Linked DNA regions of Gossypium hirsutum: region 2 is linked to region 1. Evidence: chromatin contacts called from public Hi-C data. All regions are on one chromosome and are shown on one strand. Each heading gives the region's core, a stretch centred on a gene start, on an enhancer-like site or on the middle of the called end of the contact. The rest is flanking DNA. Distances are from core to core; before and after follow the strand shown. Region 1 has its middle 5.3 kb from the start of LOC121223575. Region 2 has its middle 11 kb from the start of LOC121223593.

Region 1 (6,808 bases), core at 2,445-4,944:
ATCTGTATCAAAATTTGCATTTGCATTTGTATCTGAATTTGATTATGTGTCAGAATCTTAATTTGCATCTCATCTGTATCCGATTATGAAATACATCTCATTTTGTATAAGAGAATCAGTTTGAGATTTTTTATTATGAAAATATGATATTCCGATCTAACATATGTTTCTGGCAATTGTACATTATAAGTAAAACTTTTGTGATGGTTTTTACATTTGTGTTTGTTATAAGTATATACTGTTTGTGGGCCAAGTCACACACTAAGCTTCCAGCTCATCCGTTTGTTTAATACGTTTCAGGTGACCTTCAGACTTAGGACTTGGCGGCGATTCCGGAACTCGGTTCACACAATTTGTTAGAAGAACATTTTGGATTTTTATTTTGAAATTTACGGTCTTTCAAATTTTAATTTGTTTGGGAACGTTACATTTTTTTTGGTATTTGTTTTCGCGGACGTGTTATTTATAACTTGTAAACACACCCGAGGCGACATAACTGATGAAACCCTAAGATCTTAAGCGATAAGAATTTTAAAGTTTTTTCTAGTTGTAAAGTTTTGAAATTAATTACAACGTTATACAACTCAATTGATTAAACGTTCAGGATTGTTTTTATAAAATTAATAAAACAAGGTTTGTGTTAAAGTGTTCAGATACAATCTTCTGAATACTTGTGTTGCGATTAATTAAATAACTTTACTACTCTGAAAATAAAACTAAGTTTTCACGTAAGTTAATTGGCAATGTTTTTACGAACGTTGTGACCTTGATAATCCGACTTAACATCTAGGCTAGGTTTGGGGTGTTACAATTTTACATTTTATTCAATTTAATCCTAATATACAAAGCTGTCAATTATGCTTTACAATTTAGTCTTTTTCTTAAACTAAGCTTAATTTCTATCAAATTAACACCTAGAACTTTCGATTCTCAACAATGAAAACATTCTAAAAATTTAATAGTTTTACAAGTTACTACATGGCAAGCTAAATCAAATTCCTATGACCTCAAAATATAAAATTACAAGAAAAGAACTTGAATTACTTACCTAATGTAGGGTCGAATGTATGTTGTAAACATGGAGTTTTTCTCCTTTTGTTTTAAGTGATGGACGGTAGAGAAGATGAAGTTTCATCTTTCCATCCACGATTTGCTATTTATACTAGGTTTACTCCTTAACTAAACTTAATTAAATTAGTTAATTAAATTAGTTTACTTAATTAATTTATCATCATTATAGCGTCCATTAAGTCTTATTTTAACATGGCCTAATTTTCATTTTGGACCTTTGGTTAATTGTAATTTGGGTCCCCAAACCATTTTTAATTAAAAATCTATAGCAATTAAACTTGTACAATTTAGTCCCTGAACCTTAACTAATCACTAATTCGACTAAATTATTTATCTAAAATTCAATTCATCAATACCCTAACTCCGTGATTATCCTTATTTTACGGACTTAGTTTACGGATATAAGATTTCAAAATTGTATTTTTTTGACACAACTGGAAACCAGGTCATTACAGAAAACTATTAACAAAAGTGAAATTTGAAAAGCTCGTACAAACATTTTTTATTGAAATAATTACAACTTGGCTATCAGAAAATATGATGTCATCAATGCTGTATTTAATCAAAGTGAATAAGATGGATGAATCTAGGGAATCTAGTAGTCATTTAATTAACATATATACATTAATGTACTTATCTAAGATGCATGAATATAGTAGATCAAGAGTCACATTAAGATGCATGCGTAAAAAAATTAAGTCACTTGTAGCAATTATAAGTGATGAGCCATTGTGAGAATGTAGAAGAAGATTGTAAGAGAATATGACGTGAAAAAATAAAATTGAAATTTCATTTCATCTTGAATATCTCTTCCCTTCACCATCACCATCTCTAGAATTCTCTCCAACAGAGTCAACAATGAAATGAACATAGTAATTATACAAAGTTACAAACACAAAGTCTTAATGAAACCTACTTAATTTAGTGGAAGGCAGGTTCTGAATCCTCTAATTCAATCCCTTCATCAGCAAGTCTCTTATCCTTATACACATACCATTTAGCAAAAATCAAATAAACTGCCAAATTCAAACAACTTAGAATTACCAAAAGCCAATAGAAATTGTAGAGTCTCCCTTGGTTCAAATTGTCTGGCAGCCATGGATGGTTGTTTCGAGTGACCTTGTCAACTATAGTAACCAACAAAGAACTAAGGAAAAACCCTAGTGAAAGTGTACTCAGAAATAAACCCGTACTCATTGTTTTCATCCCTTTTGGACACTCCCTTAAGAAAAAATCAAGTTGACCTATGTATGTAAAGGCTTCACCAGCCCCTACAAACAGAAACTGAGGGACCAACCAAAAGACACTTAATGGGATTGGAGCCGTGGGGTTGTTCGTAAGACCGTTCCTGGTTGCCGCTCTCAACCGCTTTATCTCGGTCAATGCTGCTCCTACCATTGCTATAATGGATAAAACTAAGCCAACGGGGATCCTTTGCAAAGGGGTTAAGCCTTGCGGGTTTTTGAGTACTATTCTAGCGATTGGGACGATAAGCCTATCGTAAATTGGGACCGTCAAGAGAATGGCTCCCACGAAGAACACCGTGAGTGATGCTGGTGGGATTTGAAATTTGCCTATATGACGGTCCATGGTTGTGGCTTGAGACACTGAAAATGTTGACATTTGGGCATAAACGGTCCAAAATATGATAGTGGTTGCCCATATAGGTAACATTCTTAGCACCAATTTCACTTCTTCAACATCTGTTAAAGTAGCTAAAGTTCCATTTATTTGCGTTTATAACAGATGGGTCCTCGATAACTGCCCTATCCAAGAAACTGTACACAATTCGAAACCAATAAAAAAAAAGTAGCCAATAATAATAATAAATTCATTGTCAATTCATATACATGATCCCCCCTGTTTTTTAATTCCTTAAACACCCACATAAATATTTTATGGTATAAAATTTGTTGCCTGTGTTTTGTTTTTCAATTGAATCGAGGACATAAAAAATGACTGTCAGACATGTTTGTCGAATTACATTTCTGGTTTCATAAAATTAACTTTGATTTGAATCTGAGACTAAAAAGGCAAAGATAGAAGAAGCCAAAAACAAATAGAGGGTTGTCTTTGGATTCATGAATTGGACAATTGATATAAATATCTTTGTCCTGAAGTGAGATAGGGTTGCCAAATAAATATAAATACTAGAAAAAATAATATTTTATGTATAATTTTCTTTACAAGTGTTTGATATATAAATTTTATATTTTTAAATATTTTATATATATATATAAATATTCAAAAATAAAATTTAAATTTTTAAGTACATGAAAAAATAGATTAAAAACTTTAAAAATATAAAAAAATATAAAAATAATTTATAAAATCAAAACATAATAAAATTTAGTTTTTTTTGTCTTTATATATAAGCTCTAAAAAATTGCAATAATTTAAAAAATATTTGATACAAAAAAGTATAACAAAATTTTAAAAATTGAAAAGGGGATTGAATTATGAAAAATAAAAAAGAATATAAAAATTTATATATTAGAATTTTTTTCAAAATCCAAAAAATATTTTCCTCGCAAAATTTTCAAAATAATTTTCTAATATGAAGCTTGAAAATATTTTTAGGTTAACAGCCAATCAATGCCGGTCAACAAGACTAACTGTTGACTACATTGATCATCATTGACTAGTCATTGGCCAGCATTAACTAGTAGTTGACTGGTGCTAACATGATAGAATTTTGAAGCTTTATATTAAAAAATTATTTTAAAATTTTTAAAAATTATAATTTTTTATTTTGTGAGAAAATAATTTTAAATTTTTTAAAAAATTCTAATATATAAATTATTATATTCTTTTTATTTTTCATAATTTAGTTATTTTTTCAGTTTTTAAATTTATTATTATACTTTTTTTGTAAAAAATATTTTTAAATTATTATAATTTTCTTGAGCTTATCTTTATAGAAAAAAAATATAAATTTTATTATATTTATAAATTATTTTTGAATTATTTTTAGAATTTTAATCTATTTTATAAAGTCTTTTTAATTTTATTTTTTTGAAAATTTTATGTATTTTATATATTTATTTATTGTAATTATAATTTTTATGAATTTAAAAAATAAAGATTAAAGTAAAGGAATGTGTAAACATTTAGGTTAAATTTGTTGATTCTTTTCGAATTAGGACAGACGTGATAAAAAGTGTAAAATATTAAGGGCTAAATATGTTATTATATCAATCAAAAGCTGGCCACGTTATCATTTCGTATGGCGACTAATGCATTTTAATAGTGGAGTGACTAAAATAGAAAATTAACTTAACGGGAGAGACTAAATTAATAAAAAAAATTGGGTGACCAAAATAAAACAATTTGAGTGGTTTACTCTATTTTTTTTAATTAAAATTATTGGGAATTAACATCAATATTTTTTGTCCCATTTCCGTTGATTTATGGTATACTACTTTTTTAAGGTAAACTAATTCCAGATTGAAAATCAATAACCTGTTTTCTAGTCTTTGCGTTGCTTAAGATGCCTTTGGACGCATGGTGGTAGAGAATGGTTGATTCAGGGGCAAAAGTTTGGGAGGTGAAAGTTAAAAAAATTGTTGAAAAAAACTTAAATTGAACATCTCATAATCAAAAGGGACTAAAAGGGATATTATGTTCCTTAGCTAACAAAGCCTAACTTCGCCCTGAGTGGATTAATTGTAATATTTTGTTTAATAATTGTGGGTATCCTCGTTTGATTTACAATTTAATAATAATTTTATTCGGATAAGATGATATTAAGATAAACCTTCGTAATAGTAATGATTTCAAGACTATTAGTTTTAATGGTAGTGTTTAAGTACTGCATTAAAGAGATATTTGTAACCATAAAAAAATATTGGTTTTTGAATAGAAGACTAACCGGAACTGTTTGGTGTGTGGCAATTTTTGCTGCTTCTTCATCATTAATCCCTCAGCTGCATCATCAATATTGAAGAGCGAAGATGGATCCGATGCCAACTTCAAATGCTTCTTCCTCCAAGCAGCTACGAACACTGCAGCAATTTGGGTCAATGGGCTTCCCACTAGTTTCTTAAACCTGTATCGCTTTGTACCCGATAGAAACACCACTAACCCTATCACAATAGCGCAAGCAATAATGCAGTAACCCCAATCACGCCCTAAATTGTCTTGGATGTAAACTAAAATGGTGACTGAACAAAGTGAACCTAAGCTTATGAAGAAAAAGAACCAATTGAAGAAGTTGCTCATCTGGGATCTCTCTTCAGGATCCGTATCATCGAATTGGTCCGACCCGAACCCGGAAACGCTCGATTTTAGACCCCCAGTCCCAAGGGCTGTGAGGTATAGGGCTAAGTAAAGAACAGAGAGTTGTATGCCGCTTGCTGGGGTGCAAATCGTGGTGATATCCTCCCAGTTACACTTTGGTGGCCTTAGGGTTGGGATTATTGTGGAGACTGTTAAGATGGTGACACCCTGCAAACGATTATGCAAATGATTTTCAATTGCTAAGTGAAGATGATGATTTTAAGTCAAAAGGAAAATGAATATTATCTTACTGTTGCTTGAACGGCGGTGAAGATTCCGATGGTGAAATATCTGTGGATTTGAAGATGAATAATGTTATAAAGTGATACGTGCATGGGAAAAGTATACTAGAAATTATCGAAGTATATTGGAGAGACCTGCCGAGGAAGGTGTCAGCGATGAAACCACCGAGTAGACAAAGCATGAAAGATGTGCCGAAGAAATTGGTAACGATGTTGGCTGATGTAGCATTGCCTAAATGCATGGTTTCCGTCAAGTATGTCACCAAGTTAACAGCGATTCCTAATGTTGTTAACCTCTCACATGCCTCAACACCTTAGATAGATAGATACATAGAGAAAAAGGATATATATTGAGATCCCATTGTTTAGACCAAAACCAAAGCTAAAGAGGGACAATAAGGAGGGTTGATGAAAGATGAACCTAGAATCATGGCGGCGCTGGTCCAACCGCCGGATTTGGACCGGTCGACGGGATGGCCCTTGTAGTCCCAGGCATCGGGGACGGTTTGCCCTTGTGTTGTAGGAAGGGTCATTGGTTGATACAAGGTGAAAAAGGGTGGCAGATCGGAGAGAAAAGAGAGTGATGACGACACAAGGAGAGCAAAGGTTGATGGATGTATTTATAGTGACGAATTACAAACTACACACCCAAAAAAGAATTACTTAATCACTATAATATATTTTGTTAGGTAGTTATGATGAACATCCCGAGAACCAAATAAGTTCCGGGTCAACCACTTGCGACTCGAAAGTTCGCAAAAGAACTTGTAATATCAGGTCGCATATATTTAAGAAGTTCATATGTGAGAGTCACGAAGTCCAATAGATAACCAGAGCAGAATATATGTCTTGCATGCATAAAGTCTATTAAGAACGTCAATTTTATGAACGGTAGTCATATATATAAATATTTGATTATTTCTTCTAATAAGACACAACAAAAAATTACTTAACATACTTAATTTAAAAGTCATATAAAAAAAACATATATTACTCTACAACAAATATAAAAAAAAAACATAGATTACTCTACAACAAAATTTTAAGCTTTTGAAATTTTAATATTTACATTCGACACTTTTCTGTTTAATGCTGCGGATGGATCCAAATATGGAAAGTGTGTTTTTTTATTATGTTCTTGGGATTAGTGACGATGGAAAATCCTACTGAAATTTGATTTGGAATGTGGGATGTTCCACCCTAATATTGAGATGTTC
Region 2 (6,808 bases), core at 2,041-4,540, 88 kb before region 1:
GTGTATGATGATTATAATTAAAATTAGAATTAGAATTAAAGTCAAATCACATAGTCCATTGAATTTGATGTGCAAGTTTTGCCTTTAATGGTGATCACCTACTCTCAGTAACCATCATATACTGGCAACAATTTGGAATTGCAAATACAACCATTTCTGTTCAACCATAGGTCTGTTTCACATGTATAGATATCAAATTAGGATTACAGTGGTTGGTCATGGTTCATTCCATTGTGTAAGAGATAATATGGATTTTTAAGAGAGAAAAGTATTTGAGAATGTGTGAGAGAGGGGGATATTCTAAAGTCTAGATCTTAGGGAATTTTATAAAGCATGTGCAAATTTAGGGGTTAGTATTTAAATATTATTTTGATAAAAATAAAGTTAAAATAATTGTAATATCTAAATATAAATAGTATCTAAATATTTATAAAGGGTGTTAATGGCCCTTCTCGAGGTGCCATATGTTAGTCTTTTGTTGGTTCCATATTCTCTAAAGCTTAACCGCCCTATTGATATCATTTTCTCTTAACTATTGGTTATCTTATCAAGAGATATAACAATAAGATAGAAGGTCCCTAGTTTTGGTTGACAGGATTTGATTATCGTAGGTCTCTAATTTACAGAATACTCTACGAGGTTGGTGGGATTGCGAGATGTAAGAATCATATTATTGAATGAATCACATTGAATATAGTTAAGTTGGCTGAAAAATGAATGCTGCAGGGCTTTTGAACCATAAAAAAGGCCAGCATTCAATGTGGGAGAAACTAAATTTTTTAAGACAATCGACCAACGAATACTTTCACTATTCTGCTTTCGTTTTTGTTTTGACAGTGAAGAAAGAAACAAGAAGCAGACAATGACCCAACGTTTGATGAAATCATGTGATTTATCTTATGGGAAATAGGATTGAGAAAAATCATTGATTGGTCCTTACTTATTACAAAAACACACACACTAAGCTTGATGGTCCCATCACATCCCCTCCTTAGCCATATATGGTCGTCCTTTAATTTTGTCCTAGACTTTGCCTTTCTTTTTTGGTTGATATTGGCCTTACATTTTACACAAGGTTGTGTTCTTTTGTCTTTATAAAAACAAAACTATCGTTTTGCACAAATATTGTTTAGCATTTCTATATATTGGCATACATTTTGAGATGAAAACATCATAAAATATTTCAAATTTAAAATCATGGTTTGATTATCTAAATAAAAATAATAATTATGATTTTAAGGTTTAAAATACTGTATATATCCATATCGTCAAAGTTTTTTTTGTGATGTTATAGTTTTTAAAATCCAAGATAAAATATTAAAATTATATACAAACTTCGGTTTAATGAGTAATTTTATACATGAACTTTAATTTGGTGCAATTATATACATAAAACTCGGATTGTGGTTCAAATATATACACAAAACTTTAACTTTGATTTAGTTATGCATTTTTAAATAAATAAATATATCGATTTGTTTGTATATTTGATAAATATAATTATTTTTATATGCAATATGTAAACATAAAATAGTATTATATCGATAATTGTGTTAATATTTTGTGGAAATTAAATTAAATCAAAATTTCATGTATAGAATTGCATAAAATCAAAGTTTATGTATAACATTGCACATTTGACCAAAGTTCATGTGTAGCTTTGAGATTTATCCCTATATAAAAATAACTTTATTTTTAATAATGTTACATTATATGATTCACCAAATAGATATATATACGCTTAGACTTGTCAATGTCGACTCAACCCCTAAAATTCAACTCAATTAATTTGAATCATTCTAACTCATTTTGATCATAAAAAAAGTCAATAACTCCAACATGTCCAACTTAAACCCAAAATAACCCGAACAAGTAAACTTAAAATAATTAAAACTTGAAATGACCTAACTCAAAAAACTTGATCAAAAAACTCAAATGACCTGAACTTGAAATAATACCAAAGCACATATAATTCCTAAGCATTATTTTATTTAAGAATCAGGTCATAAATGTGTATGTAATCAAATATTGTTCACATGATGGAGTTTGGATTTAAGGAGTTAAAATGGTTGGTTTTAGTTCCATTACCTTTGCGTGACAAATATGCTTTTATATAATAATTTGTTCAATGTTGTTGGTAACTTGGGGTTTAGTTAAACATGATTTGCTGTCCCTCCAGATCATTGCATGGCACACATGTTGCAAGGTGTATTGATCTTATAATATTTCAGTTGCTTCATTGCTACTACGGCCTAATGTGACCATAATATTAGCAATGAAGTGGAAGATAAGGTCTGCTTTTGTGTGTTTTAGATAATTATTTGTAGTGATTGCTTGCCAATTTTCAACTCATTTTCTTGTATCTATCTTGTGTCACCATGACATAGCAATGGATAAAAATAGAATAGCTTTTGGAGCAAAGGGATATTAAGAAATTAAACTAGCTTTTTAATCAGGTCCGTTTTTGGGGTCATCTGAAGGTGCGGCCGCTCAGGGTCTCAAATTTTTTTTTAACTTTTAGGGGCTAATTTTATTTTTACTAATTTTTAAAGGACTTAAAATTTTTTCTCTAACTTTTAAGTAATCTAAAACTCTATTTTATTATTTTACCTAGGGTCCAAAAATGTTAAGAACGGTACTATTATAACAATGTTCTGTAAAAAGGCTAAGGGTGAGTTGGGAAGGGCTTATCATCCTTTAACCTAAATATCCTTCTCTTTTCTTGTTTGTTTCTCCATTTCTTCAAAATCAAATTTTAGGTCTGTTTTGCCCAAATGAGTCGGCTAGTTAGTATAAGATACAAAAATTGGAGTGAGTTTATTGGCCCGTTTGGTCCACAAGCAATGAGCCCCCCTTTTCAAATGAGTTTATTTAGTGTGATGGGTCATGTAGGGTTGGTTCATACCCAAGTTTATTTTTGGATGGACTCAATGTATCCAAAAAGTTCATTTAACTATTTTAAAAAATAATAAGATATTAAAAATTATATTTTTTAAGTTATATATTTTTATAATTAAATTTAAATTTTAAAAATATATTTTATTATTCAAATTGAATTCGGGTCAGAGTAACCGAATTTAAAATATAAAAATCATTATTCAAGTCCAACCCTTATCAGACCGGGACTATTGAGTAAATTATTTAGCCCTTAGATAAATCTATCAATAAGTAGTGAGTTTAAAATACAGAATTTAGAAAAAATTTATTGGCACATTTGGTCCATATGCAATTATGGGCTCGTTAAAAGAGTGACTAAAGGAACTCAATCCAATAATCATGCAGTGAACACAAACCATTCTTACCAATAAACCAGTGCCAACTTCGGTTAAATGTGGGCCTTTTACGTTATTAGTATAAACTTTTATCTCTAATATGATTAAGCAATTCATCGCTTTTATCTTCTGGATCAAATTAATGTATTCATCATCAGTAGTAGTATCTGTTTTCTTCATTATGGATGCATTTCGAAAAGATAAACGAATAATCATGAAATGTAATTCATGCCTTTTGAGTAGTAATCAAACTTCTAACCTCTTTGTCTTTCCTATTACAATATTATGTTGAAACCACATTTATTCCTCCTTAATTAAAAAGTTCAGTTACCCCATAAAAAAAGGTAGAGCTTCGTCTTCTCTCTTCCCATATTTGAAGAAACACTCTTTCATCCCCACACAAAAAATGTTTTGGTCTTTTTCCTTGAAAGAAAAAGTTCGCTCTTTTGTTCGTTTCTTTTTTGAAAATTCCGAAGACATAGATTTCTCTTGTTTTCAACTACAAAACTTAATATACGAAAGTTTTCATTTTTTTTCTTCCTCTCAATTTCTGATAGTATCATATAAAATTTATCAAGTTTTAATATTAATGTGGACAAAAAAATTCAGGGACCAAATTGAAAAATTACAAAATTCAAGAATTTTATAGTACTTTATACCTAAATTTTCTTTTTTCTATTCTCAACTTTCAGCTCAGTTATGCAAATAGACATGTAAAAGTTACTCATGGGCCTTGCAAAAAGAATCACTAATATATTGGGCTATCCTTGGGCCAATGCTAACGCAGAAGATAGTCAACTACAAGTGCACATTGTAAAGGTTTTATCTAAAAGTTCAATTAAGCCCATTCTTCGTATCGAAGAATGAACTTTCCATTGATCTCATGATATCAAATGTCTTCAGCATAGGTTTTTATGTTTTAGGACTGACAAAATGATGGAGATTGCTCTAAGTTTCTGCCTACATATTGTTAATTTTCAATGACATTGTCTATCTGCATAGGCAGAATCACGTTGCTATGATGTTGTCAATTCTTATAAACAAATGAATAAAGTACTAGGAATTTTTTTAATAAACCATTGGATCATTCAATAATGACCTCAAAGATTTTTAGGAGATTGCTTTAGGTGAAAGTCAAAGTTTTTGTTGAAATGTGATTATTAGGTGATACTTCTTTCCAAAGCCTTTTTCTTGGATTGGAGGGTAAAAGCATATAACTATTCATATGCTCAAAAGAATCTAATACATCTTGATTGCATCCTGATCTTTGGATAGTGATGCCAAGAAAATGTTGGCGTGATTGGTGCCCTTATTATCAAAGAAACTGAAATTTGAATCTTAGCTGTTTAATCATCTTTCCCTATTCTTAATGCACGATTGGCCAACTAGTTTTAATTTGCACGATGCATTTTTTATGTAGAGATTACCTAGGACTATGATTTACTTTTTCTATTCCAAATTGAGGATACTAGTGCCAAAAGGAAACAATTTCCACTAATGATGGTGGGGTGAGTGGCACAAAGTTCGGTGCCTTTTAAATAAAGTTTTGAGTTGAAGTTTTGTGGATTGAAAAAATAGAGCCAAAAAGAATTTTACCCCAATTTAAAAGTTCAATCTAACTTGATTCTAAATTTAATTGTATCAAAACAATGTTGATAAAGTAATTACCCTCTAATTCCAATCATGGATTGATTTTTGGTTGAACAACGATGATCTTTTTAGGTATACATGTTTGACTTTGGCATAGTTGGGAAGGCAATGCTGCTATTATTAGGGACCATGCTATTAGATATTATATTAGATTAAAGCTTGGAGGGCACTTCCTAGTGTTTAATAGGTTCATAATTTAAGGAGATAAATTGTTCTCTAATGATTGATTAGCCAAAAGGGAAAGAGCAAAGACAAACAAAGGAAAGGTGAAAAAGTTAATGATTTGGTCAATCAAAGAAAAGGGTTTGTTTGCACATATGGTACAAAGCTCACTATTGTTTCTTCATGCTTCATTGATTTCCCACTGGCTTTTATATCCATTAAACAAATCTTCTTTGATGCTTCCATATTAAAAAGTTGCTAAACTTAGAGATGGAAAAGAAAAAAAAACAATTCTAAAGTGGGTTATAGCTCAATCATTCACCCAAGATTTTCTTTTTGCTTGTCAAGAAGCTTATCTTATAGGGTGGTGTACTGTTTGTTGTCTAGCCGACTGTTTTCTTTTATTTTTTTTAAGATTTCTTGTATTTAGTAATTACATTAGATCTTAATTAAATTTGAAGTTTAGTCGAGTCAAACTCTTAAATAGAAAATAAAACTCATCAACATTATATTCTCTATCCACAAGACTTAAACCTTTTACATTATTTAATTATCAAATTCCTTACCACTCATTCTAAAAAGGCCTCAGTCACTAGAGAACTAACTGTAACATCATACTACTTAGTGGACTAATGCTGACTTCGGCTATAAAAATTGTTAGTTGCAACATTGATGTTGTATCTATTGATGAATTTATATAACTTGCCTTGATAGAAACAGGTCTAATGCCTCTTCTTTTGTTTTATAGAGCTCTTTGTGGGGTAGGTAGAAGATTTGATTGAGGCTCAAAGTAAAACATTGGATTGGTAAGTCTTAAAGTGATTCTTATCATTATTGTTTCCATGTTCTTAATATGCTTTTACTATTCAATGAAATGGCAATGACATTGCTCTTTCTAATATGCTTTACTATGTACAACTATTTTCACTTTATAGTACCAAAGCATTAAATTAAGATAATTTTAATTTGATTTTGAAATTTAATCTGATCAATTTAAATTCAATTTAATTATAAAATGTCAATAATCAAATTTATCCTATCCGACCTAAATAGACTCCAACTAAAAATAGAAAAATGATCAAAGCAGTACAAACTCAAAATGATTTAGACTCTAAATAATCTAATTTCGAAATGATTCAAATAAAAAAAATCTAAAACGACATGACTCTAAACTTAAAATGATTTAAACTCTAAACAACTTAATTTCAAAATAATTTAGACAAAAAACTTAAAATGATGGACTTAAAAAACTTCAAACCTTAAAACATTAAAAATGTGAATCCAACACAATCCTAAACCTAAAGAACTCAAATAATTGAAAATGAACCTATCTAAATTGACATGATCTAAAACTAGCCTGACACACGCATTGACAAGTCTAGCTCAAACCCACTTCCTTTTTAAGGGTCCTACCATAGAAATTAAGATGGTCGATTTCATGGACAATGTTATTACAACGCCTGCATTTAAGATTGAACTGATGATGGCCGGTTTCAAGATGTGTGGTTGACTAGAGATTGGAGGTTGCTGTTGAATATGATAGACTGGCTTTCCTTTCCTTTGAAGTTATCGCTGTTATTGGCGTTTGTCGAGTTGCGGGACATTTGCATATGTGTGCTTTTTGAGTTTCTTTTTTTTTTTTAACTGAGCTTTCAATGATCTGAGTTTGATCCCTTAAAAAGCCATCTTTGGTGGAAAACAAAGCCTGAAGCCTTTTTGGACCA

The links. A called contact is a pair of places that touch in the nucleus more often than the background predicts.
Region 2: a contact with region 1 is called in a Hi-C map of leaf, with 1.9 times the contacts expected there. The contact joins two enhancer-like sites. A contact is called at or near these places in 8 of 34 Hi-C or Micro-C datasets (all in leaf).

The regions. Positions count from the first base shown.
Region 1 is chrA03:1,887,612-1,894,419 of Gossypium_hirsutum_v2.1, reverse strand. It overlaps the pseudogene LOC121223578. Among protein-coding and RNA genes, the nearest start is that of LOC121223575, 5.3 kb to the right of the region's middle. Within about 2 kb of position 3,694, at least 4 of the 9 cell types and tissues checked have an H3K27ac peak or open chromatin away from gene starts, as enhancers often do. A contact at or near this core is called in leaf, where this site is marked.
Region 2 is chrA03:1,975,178-1,981,985 of Gossypium_hirsutum_v2.1, reverse strand. No RefSeq gene overlaps it. Among protein-coding and RNA genes, the nearest start is that of LOC121223593, 11 kb to the left of the region's middle. Within about 2 kb of position 3,290, at least 4 of the 9 cell types and tissues checked have an H3K27ac peak or open chromatin away from gene starts, as enhancers often do. A contact at or near this core is called in leaf, where this site is marked.